Linked DNA regions of Mus musculus: region 1 is linked to region 2. The links are chromatin contacts, called in public Micro-C maps. All regions are on one chromosome and are shown on one strand. Each heading gives the region's core, a stretch centred on a gene start, on an enhancer-like site or on the middle of the called end of the contact. The rest is flanking DNA. Distances are from core to core; before and after follow the strand shown. Region 1 overlaps Prmt3 (protein arginine N-methyltransferase 3). Region 2 holds the start of Htatip2 (HIV-1 Tat interactive protein 2).

Region 1 (5,168 bases), core at 1,239-3,738, 49 kb after region 2:
TCAGCTGAGCACACAGAATGGAAGACCAAGGTTGCTAGCTATGTGTCGCAGAGTGGCTTAATGCCTAAAATTTACAAAGAAATGCAGAAACTAAACACCAAAACAATAAAACTGTCAGCCAACAAATGGGCTAATGAAATATACAGTTCCCACGAAGAAACAGAACTGGCCAATGATTAACTTAAAAAGTGTTCAATATCTCCCCTGGCATCAGAGAAATGCAAGTTAAAAGTAGTTTTCTCTACTACCTCAGCCTAGTCAAGCTAGCTGCCCTCAAGAAATCTGACAACAAATATTGGAAAGGATGTGGGGAAAGATAAGCCCTTACTCATTGCTGCTGGTGGGTGCAGATTAGTACAGACATTAAGAGAGTCAGTTTGGAGGGGCTCAAAAACCTAAAGGTAGAATTACTGTCTAACCAGCCGTTCAACCCCAGGCACTTAACTACTGCAGAGATGTTTGCACTCCCGAGTTCATTAGTGCTCTGGACATATGTTTGCAACAAAATGGAACCAACCCAGATGCCCATCAGCAGATGAATGGAGAATGAGATGTGGTATATGTGCAAAGTAGAATATTACTCAGCTATAAAGAAAAAGGAAATTTACAGGAAAATAGATGGAAAGTGTAATATTAAATGAGGTGATACAAACTCAGGAAAAATCCTCTTGTTTTCTCATTGCATACTCTAGCCTATAATGTATAGTGCTTATAAGTAAATATGTAGAAGTGTGGGTATATTACCACTTAGAAAGGAGACCAAGAGAGCCTTATGTTAAGTGGTGAGGAAAGATAGGCGAGAGGATGTGAGCTGTGGAAAAGGACATTAAGCTAACCCCCACCCCAGTATCAACTCCATCATAGTTGTTTCTGCTCACTGTGCAGAAGTTCCCCAAGATGCATAGAGCTTACAAGTGGGCAGAGTTGGAGTGGCTACACTAATGTAGCAGGGTCTCATTTTACTGTGACATTTCTTGATACAGTTTGCAAAACATTTAACAGGCTAATATAATTCATTATAACTTTCAGACTAAATAAACTTGAAGATACCATTGTACTAATTAAAGGAAAGATTGAAGAAGTGAGTCTTCCTGTGGAAAAGGTGGATGTTATTATATCAGAGTGGATGGTAAGTAAAGCAAATTCTTTTTTAAACAAACATGGTAGCAGTTTTTACTCCTTATGTTTGATGAATGACTGTGTCAGCAGCTTTGGTGGCTGGTTTCATCTAGTGCTGACTTTGTGGCCTCTGCCGTTGTAGCAGACCTCCAGGGCTAATGCTGAGGACTAACTAGGATGTGCTGGGCTGGGTTAGCCAAGTGTCTCCATCCTGCTCACTGTTCTCTCCTGTGTTTCGTAGCTTTATAGATTATATTAAAGCCTTGAGTCAAGGCAGGATATTTACGGATATGATTAAATGATGGTAATTACCAATGGATAGGGATTATTGATATAAATGGATGAAATCTGAAAAGTGACAGATTTTCTGTGTGGAAAATTGAAGGTTTTTTTAAAACTATCATGTGATAAATTTATCAAAACAATTTCAAAATGGTTTAAGTTATAAATTTTCTATAATTTTTTTTATGAGCATAGTGACAATCCAGCAAAATAGTAACTTTAGTAGCTTTTGAAGTGTTAGGACTTAACAGACAGTGTCCAGTTTCGAGCAAGTGTCCCCTGGGTGTGGACATATGCTTGTATCCTGGTGTGCCCTTCCAGGAGGCAGGCCCTGAGCCCTTGGTCACACTCAGGCTGTTGGATGTTGGGCTTTATCTTCAGCTGGCCTGCTAGTGCCGCCCCTGCAGCTGGCACTCTGAGGACGGGCGCTCTTTCCTGTTCTCCTCTGCTTCAAGGGATAGAAACTCATGTATGCATTGTCATTGTGACATTTTAAGTAGTAAAAAATTATATTGTTACACACACTCATTTATTCGCACACACTTTGTTTACCATGGCATTTCCTGAAGTAATCTCACGTGGCTTAGCTGGTGGCTCAAGATGAGGACAGATAAGACAGGCCTATTGCCTGCTGCTGCTTTTCGTTAGATTTCTTACTTCTCTGTGGCTTCACTTGTGGAAGTGCTTTACCTTGGCTGTTGCCTCGACTTTGCTGTCGGTCCTTAAAGTTACATGCTGTCTGTTCCTGCACTCCCTTTTCTCCATTTGATTTTATTCTGCTTTTAGACAGTTTAACATTTTATTGCAATCATATAATTACATCATTTTCCCTTTCTTTTACCTCTCCAACCCATCCCAATGTGTGCCTCTGTGTGTGTATGTGTGTGTGTATGTGTGTGTGGTTGTATGTGTGAGTGTGTGCTAGATACATGCATGTGCTCAGTCCACATAATGTTATTCATGTGTATGTTTTCAGGGCTGAAACATGGTCAGGTTTTGCACTTTAGTTGAACCTTCTGTCACAGCCATCACAGCTTCTGTTGTTAGACAATGTTGCTATTAAACCTCTTTTCTCCAGAGGCTGAGCCACAACTCACACAGTACTGACAGACTCCATCACGTGTCTCAGTGTAAATCAATGACGATGGGCTCTCTCACAGGGGAGCTTATCCTGACGGAAATTCACTGGCCCCGACACAGTCAGATTTGGGATTTTCCTGTGTAAGTGCGAAGGCAGTTAGCGAGTGGCAGGTTGAGGGCGGCGCTGGGAGTCGGCCTGCCTGAGCACTTAGCCTCTTTCATTACCACTGGGGCACGTGATGGAGCTTTTCAGTGCCTTGGTTTCCTGCTCTGTAAAATGAACCAGCAGTACTCAGTTTGTGGGCTTCATCGAGGATCAGATGAGCTGCTGCTTGCACATGTCTCAAGATGGCTCTGGAAACAGCTGTTACGTTTCTGACAGTAACACGGTGAGCGAATGAGTCCCTAGACTGGGTTGTGAAGCATGGGATGGCTGAGTAACTGCCCAGATGGCTCTACTGGACAGCAGGCCCTGCAGACACTGCGCCAGGATTCATCCTGTTCCCCTTCCTTTCAGACATGGTGTTCGAGTCATTCCGGGTTTGTCTGTTATTACCAACCCTTTTCAGTTCTGAAGAGCAGCTGTGACCATGATGCTCTGGATGATGAGGACAGTGGCACCTGCCCAGTGCTCTCCTCTACACGGCTGATTTGTCATCTTGTAGATGTTATGGTGGGATTTTAGTGTTTGTTTCACTGTTGTAGCAAATCTCTATTTCAGAATGTCGGTGCCAACTGGCCTCTCCAGGCTTCACTTGTCAGTCCTCTCTTAAACATGAACACACTCACAAGTTCTCTTTCATGTGCCCTTGAGTCCTGTATCCCTGATTTGATGGCTGTGAATATCTGCTTCTTTTCTTAGCTGCTGGGCAGTTTCTTGGGTCATACTGTTTCCCACAGAACCTTTTCAGTGTCTTGGAAAGAACTGGTTACAGTCCGAATTCTTTCCTCTGCAGATTGTTTTCATGTAAGTAGCTCATAGATATGTATTTGAATCTGTCTAATCTCCCTGGAGGCCATGTTCTTTTGAGCAGCAGTTGTCTGATCATCTTAGGCCATGTCTTTGATTCATCTGCCCTGTCATAGCCTCTGCTTCAGGCCCCCACATGATGAGTGTCTGGTCTCCTGGTAAGATTTTTTTTTTTTTTAGTCTTTAGTCCTTGCTCTGGGTTACATTTTCCTCCAAGTCCTTCCGAATAGTTGCTGCCTTTGTCTTATATGGTGATTGCTAAATCTTCATTTGATTCACTTCCCTGGTTTTCAGGCCTTTTCAGCATCTCATCTTGCTCATCTCTTCTGTCTTTGCATTCCATTCCTGTTTTCATGATGAGTAATGTTCATGTGTTCTGTAAGTCACACTCCTTACCAGGCTGGAATCTATCTTTTTGCACCTTATCCTCTCATGTTTATTGGGTAGAATGATGGGAAGGAGCTGCCGCGGAGTGTTGTGTAGCTGCTGTACCTTGCTTTGTTTTGTTGTTTCTGTTTATCGACTTCTGTATAGGTGTGGGCTCCGCCGACTGCTCTGACTGACGAGGGGGTCTTTTCCTTCCTGAATCATCTCTCCAAGAGACTGTGAGGGTGGTGTCTTTCTAAGTCAGGGGCACTCGAGGCTCATCTTCCTTTCCTTTCCCAAATGTCTTTTAAGTTTTGATGTCATCCAAGAGTGTGAAAGGTTTACCTAAGATTAACAACTCACAGAATGTTGGGTCACGTAGAGCTAGGTAACAAATGGCTGAAGGGCCTGACACCGCCAAAGCTAATTTGACTCTGGACCTGCAGCATTCCAACTTCCCACATCCTTTGAGTTCAGTCAGTCTGCCTCTGTAGGTGCAGTTTCTTGGGAACTTTCACTCTCACAGTGGAACAAAGCCCCTTGTCAACTTGAAACAGAGGAAGTACACAAGGAATTTACCTTATTGACTTTGGCAGGATTATAGATTACTGCTTTGCCTCAGTTCTTTGAGCCACATCAAGCATTAAATTGGGGCTTTGCATTTCCCTGAGGCTGATTTGTGCTTGAAAGTCCTTCAGAGTGGGTAGAGTGGGGAGGAAGTGTTTGACCACATGGTACCAAGCTGTCTGGGCGGGCTACTAAATTCACCGCGTGTCTGTTATATGGGCAGTTTCTGGGAGTCCTCACTGAGCTGCACCCCAGGCTTCTTTACTAGGTTCAGCAAATGCCAGGATAGATGCTTATTGCTGCATCTAACAAAATGGCCTTTTCTTATTGTATATTTGTTGTATTTGGAAAATTTAGGTCTCGTTCTTTTAACTCTTTAATCATATTGCTAGTTGACACTTTCTATAGCCTTAAAATCGTGTGTGTGTGTGTGTGTGTGTGTGTGTGTGTGTGTGTCTATTATGGGAATCTAGTGTGTTTATGGTACTATAGCAAAAGTACTTGAGGCTAAGTAATTTATACTTAGAGACAATAAGATTTCTAAAAATTCAGTTTTCCAAGCAGGAAGACCAAGGTCAAGGATATGGTAGATTCTGTGTCTGGCCAGAGTCTGGTGTCTGCTGCCAAGAATAGTACCTTGTTGCTGTGTGTGCTCCAGAGGAGTGGATATTGTCTTCACATAAACAAGAATAGAAGCGGGGGGGGGGGGGGCCCGGGCAAGCCCATCACCTCAAATGTGGCAGGCTTCCTCCTCATGGCTCAAATTACTTTGAAAAACTCCCCA
Region 2 (5,163 bases), core at 2,662-5,161:
TCTACTGTGTTTCTAAAAAGATCTCTCTCTGTCCCCTCTCTCTCTCCTTCTGTTTTCTTGATCCTCTTCAAAAGCTACAAGTGTTAAATCAGTAATATATAAAGTTCTAAACAGGACTGTGTATTGTTGCATGTTTTTTACTTTTTTTTTTTTAAGTGGAAGACTTGAATCCCAGTTTTCTTCCAGTTACCATGCGCTTCCTTAAGTAGAAGGCTGTTCCTTTCTGGCTACTATGAGGAAATAGATCCCAATGCATTCCCCTCTCATAGTGAAATCCTTCTTTAACTGAGTAGCAAACTCTTTTCAGCATCTTTAAAAGCAGCTGGTCCTGGGCTGGAGAGATGGCTCAGTGGTAAAGAATACAGGATAACCTCGAAGCAGAGCATACCAGACAGCTCACAACCGCCTGTAACTCCAGCTCTGTGAAATCTAATGCCCTCTTTTGTCTTCTTTCAGGCATCCAAGGACACATAGCCTACACAGAGAGACACACAAACATGTTGGAAACAGAAGACGCATAACAACAAACGCTTACTGATCTTGAGCTAGTCAGTCAAGGGCAAGCCCAGGCAGCTTTGTTTTTTAATGTTCATCTGTCATTATTTTCCTAAAGAGATGCCCTGGAGTAGCCAGAACAGAACCCCCACCCCCACCCCCACCCCACTCCCGCTGTGTGCTTCAGCATCCAAGTGTGACGAGATCATTGCTACTGGCCGTTCTCTGATTCTGATGAACACCAGAGTGGATGCTGTATGGACCGCTCTCATGATGATCCAGTTGATCCAGCTCTGCGGCTTAGGTCATTGTCCTCATTCATCCACGGATGGGAAAACCAACGTTAGAGAGGCTATGGATCATCGCCTGGGTGAGGTCTTAGTCACATGGTCAGCTTGAAAGTGATCCTGGGAAAGGCAGACTCAAAATGGGCCTCTGCATGTGCCACAATATAGAGCTCTGACTGAAAGGATAATGGGGAGTTGCTTGGCCTCTAAAGATGAATGATGATACCAAGTGGGTGACGTCTGAAATGGTGCACCCGCCCTGGGAGAGCGATGTGAACACATCCACAGCGAGACTGCTGTGAAATGTTCAAATCCTTGTTTATAACAGGAAAAATAACTGGAAGCAAACCTAACCTGTTTACAAGCAGGATGTGGGCTAACCTAGCCTCCTGGATCAGTGGGAAACAACCATGGTATTCATTTCTCCTTTCTATTTACTCCCAAGGGACATAAAAGACAGGCAGGTATGATTTTGCTAAAGTCCAACATGGCGAGACTAGTGAGTTTATTGGGGCAGGGGTTTAGGGCTAATTGCAGGAGTGTGGGTGATGCCCCTATCACGGGAGGTGACGTCATGAAGTTAAGTCATGGAGTCCCTCTTGAGACCAACCTTTTACTCTACATGTGCTCTAGAATCTTAAGGTCTTTTGTAGCTGTGTTCAGGGAAGGGAAGAGAGGTCCTATGGCTTTTAAGACATCTGTTGGGGAGCATTCATATCGTCATTAATCTTATCTTTACCCTCGACCTGGCTACCACTGTGTTGCTGTGTCCTGGTTGCCATGGCTACCAGGGAACAGTCCAGGATGGCAGGAGGAGAGAGCACCACCATAGAGCAGCTACTCAGAAAGAAACATTCAGGGCTGTCTGACCCACATGTCACAGGACGCAGCTCCAGGGCCACGAAAATGAACTCAAATTGGACAAACATGGGTCTAAGGCACACTTTTAAATATATGCGTGAGGAACCCTCTTGACAGCCCTACATGGTTTTTGTTGGAGACCAGTTTTCTTTATGGAAGTCTGGTTGTCTTGGAGCTTGCTCTGAAGACCAGCCTGGCCTTAAACTTACAGAGATCTCCTGCCTCTGTCTTCTGTGTGCTGGGACTAAAAGCCTGTGCCACCATACTGGAATATATATATTTTTTAAAGATTTATTTATTTATTTATTTATTTATTTATTTATTTATTTAATGTATTGCTGTTTTCATGCATACCAGGAGAGGTCATCATATCCCATTACAGATGGTTGTGAGCCACCATGTGGTTGCTCAGAATTGAACTCAGAAACCCTGGAAGAGCTAAGTAGAAGAACAAAGGCATGTTCTGGGGTAACATGAATTGGGCTGTGTACCTAGCCATGGTATACACTATGGTTCTAGAATCATGACCTGAACTCTTAGAACCTGAATATTTGATTTTAAGTATACTATATCGCAATTTTGAAAAACAAAGCATAGGCTTGCTACAGTCAGTAATCTCTTTAAGAGATTCAATACGCGGGTCCCCCATGTGAGCTGACAAGATCTGAGGGTGTCTTTTCATATGGCAGTCTCTGAGAAGGTGCACGGCAGCACCTATACATCCTGACAGCCTGGCATTGTGGCAGCCCAGTGGGGAAGGACAACAGTGTTCTCCATTGCCTCCATTTTAAACTGCAAACAGCAGAGTCCATCTGACTGCAGCAAGTCGGAAAAGGACTCTAGAGGCAGAATAAACAGGAAGCGCTCAACACAGCCCCTGCAAACAGGCAGCGGTTAAGGCAGGCAAGCCAGGGCAGGGGCTCACAGGATGCTACCCATCATCCTAATCTCCCTGTCCTTGCCCAGCAGGGCTCCACCCCTAGTCTTCATTGCATCTTTGTATTGCTCCCCAGAGTGGAAAAACCTGTGTGGAAGTATTTGAATGCCACGCCTAGGCCAGATTTTCATATAATGACATTCAACCAGCAAGGCGGGGGCGAAAGTACCTTTCATTTGGCTTCTAGATGGAGCGATGGAGCATCACACTCACAGCCCATCCTTCTTAGCTCAGGATCACATCCTGGACTTGACTCTGGGAGAGGGAGTCTGGGAGAGGCTGAGTTAGATCAAGGCAAACCCACATCATGGAAGGAGAGAACTGAATCCTGCAAGGGGCCCTCTGACCTTCATACACCGGTCATAACACCTCTACACACACACACACACACACACACACACACACACACACACACACAAAATAAATGCAGTTTAGAAAGTATCTCAGAGTCATAGTATTCTAATCTCTATGCATCCAAAATCCAGGGCATGCCCAGTGTGGATAGCTGTGTTCTAACCATTGATCCTGTTGTGAATTGGATCAGGTTTGGAAACTCTTCCTACCGCAACCATCCAGAAGGGGGCCAGCACCTGGGCAGGGAGATCAACCTGAAAACTGGTCAAAGGAGCCCCCCTAGCTTCTGGCTTGAGGGAATAGGATATGTGTCTTTAAAGAGGCAAGAAAGAGTTTTGTTTTTCATAGAGCTTAAGTGGAGCTAGGCTTTTTTTTCTTCTTCTTCTTTTTATGTCTTGCTTTACTAACAATTTCATGTTTATATATTTTGATCTTACTCACCTGGTACTAGCCTCTCCTACCTCTGTTTTGAGAGCTTCCTCCCAATAAGTCCTCCTTCGCTCTTGAGACAGAAGTTCATATATTTCAGGGTGTCCTAGAACTCAGAACATTCTGTTTCCAAGGAGAATCATCCTTGCTGGTATTGCCTGCTTGTGCCACCACATCCAACTTTATCCAGGGCTCTGCGTATGCCAGGCAAGCGCTTGATTAACTGAGCTACATGCTACGTCCCCAGCCTAAGAAGAGACTAGTTTTTAACGAGGAGAATGAGATGATTTGGGGACCAAGAGTCAAGTCCGGGATGCCTTTTATCTAAAATCTGAAGGCTCTGGCCCCAGGTGGTTAGGAAGAACGCGGTTGCAACTAGGGTTATGGGGGACGGAGGGAGGAGATCTGTGCTGGGGTGAAGCACAGCCCCACGCCCCCCCCACGCCCCGCCCCGCTGCAGCTCAGCCCCGGGGAGTGTGGTTCGAGCCCTGGGTGCAGCTCCCGCGCAGGGGCGGGTCCCGCGCTCAGCTCCAGCCCTCGGTGGGGCGGGGCCGCGAGCGCGCTGTCACCCGGAAGACGTCGCGGCCGGTAGGCTCCGGCTGGACCTCTTGGGGCTCCTTGCCGGGAGGGGAGACAGCGGGGCTGCAGGCGGCGAGATGCTCGGTCCCACGGTGCTGGGCACGGTCGTAGCCGCGCTGGTGGCTTCAATGCTACTGTTGCAGAGTGGGGACGAGGGGTCCGGGGCTGCTCCCAGGTAACCCCGGGTAGGGAATGGAGCCGGGCCCTGCAGCCCTGCCCAAGCAGGCTGGGTTACCGTGGGCTGCGAGGCTTGGTGGCATAGAGACAACCTGGGCTCATCCAGCCGGGCACCTGTGAGGTGCTCGGATTGGCCACTGTCTGAGCTGTGACTCAGCACTTCCCTAGGGTTGGGACTGTGTAGAGTGAGTCTCTTCTGCCCAACAGTTAACAACCCTTGTCCCCCAGGGTAAAGAGTGTCACCTAGCACTCTGAGACAGGACCCACGGGTGTTGTTTCCCCAGCATGGCGGACAAGGAAGCACTGCCGAAGCTTCGGGAAGACTTCAAGATGCAGAATAAATCCGTCTTTATTTTGGGCGCCAGCGGGGAAACTGGCAAAGTACTTTTAAAGGAAATCCTGGGACAGAACCTGTTTTCCAAAGTAACGCTCATTGGTCGGAGGAAGCTCACCTTCGAGGAGGAAGCTTATAAAAATGTGGTGGGTATTTGAGCTGGGGCTAAAAGGGAATGTAGCTGCAACCATTTTGCTGAGGGGAAGGTGTCCATTATCCAAAGGCCAGGTGGTGGTGGAGACATAGAAATCATCAAAATTGGGCACGATGGATTTAGAAGAGCCCTTCCATTAATCCCTGGGTTGTGACTGGCTTGTAGGCCTGCCTTTTACACTCTAGCGTCCTGCAATGCAGTCCTGTGTTCAGAACTTAGATTGGAATGGGGTATGGTAGTCAGAGAAAGGCGCTGTTTATAGTTCCTAGAGCGCACTGCTTGCACATTTTGCTTACCAGTGTGTTTCACAATATCAGAATGGAAAAGTGTGACAAGGACTTTTCTCCCAAGCAGGAATCCACCCCACAGCCCCTGACTCCCCAGACTTGTGTGTTTGTAAACACATACTGGCTTCCTGAAGTTACAGCAAATGGTAATGCCAGACTTCCATCTGGAAATGATGCCCAAGTATCTTAAATTGGAGAGTCGTGGACATTCTGTTCTCCAGTAAACAAGAGTTACCTATCAACTGCAGCAAATTAAACAGCGTAGTGTG

What was found. Hi-C and Micro-C count contacts between places; a contact is called where the count stands out from the background.
Region 1: a contact with region 2 is called in a Micro-C map of the G1E-ER4 cell line, with 1.8 times the contacts expected there. The contact joins the enhancer-like site here to the promoter of Htatip2 in region 2. A contact is called at or near these places in 6 of 39 promoter capture datasets (the C10 cell line, the HPC-7 cell line, hippocampal neurons and 3 more), 1 of 15 datasets of contacts at CTCF or cohesin (the G1E-ER4 cell line), 6 of 484 Hi-C or Micro-C datasets (the G1E-ER4 cell line, the HL-1 cell line, palatal mesenchyme and 2 more), 4 of 115 datasets of contacts at active chromatin or transcription factors (a beta-TC-6 cell line, bone marrow-derived macrophages and embryonic stem cells) and 3 of 9 other capture datasets (adipose tissue, liver and pancreatic islet).

Annotation. Positions count from the first base shown.
Region 1 is chr7:49,805,498-49,810,665 of GRCm38.p6, forward strand. Prmt3 (protein arginine N-methyltransferase 3) reads left to right here. Exons shown (of 16, transcript NM_133740.2): 10 at 1,030-1,129. Among named protein-coding and RNA genes, the nearest start is that of Prmt3, 30 kb to the left of the region's middle. Within about 2 kb of position 2,489, at least 14 of the 459 cell types and tissues checked have an H3K27ac peak or open chromatin away from gene starts, as enhancers often do. A contact at or near this core is called in the G1E-ER4 cell line and the HL-1 cell line, where this site is marked.
Region 2 is chr7:49,755,195-49,760,357 of GRCm38.p6, forward strand. It overlaps Htatip2 (HIV-1 Tat interactive protein 2), which reads left to right and starts at 3,912. Exons shown (of 6, transcript NM_016865.3): 1 at 3,912-4,117; 2 at 4,404-4,599. The coding sequence starts at 4,020. It overlaps Gm32962 (a long non-coding RNA gene), which reads left to right. Exons shown (of 2, transcript XR_391460.2): 2 at 457-967.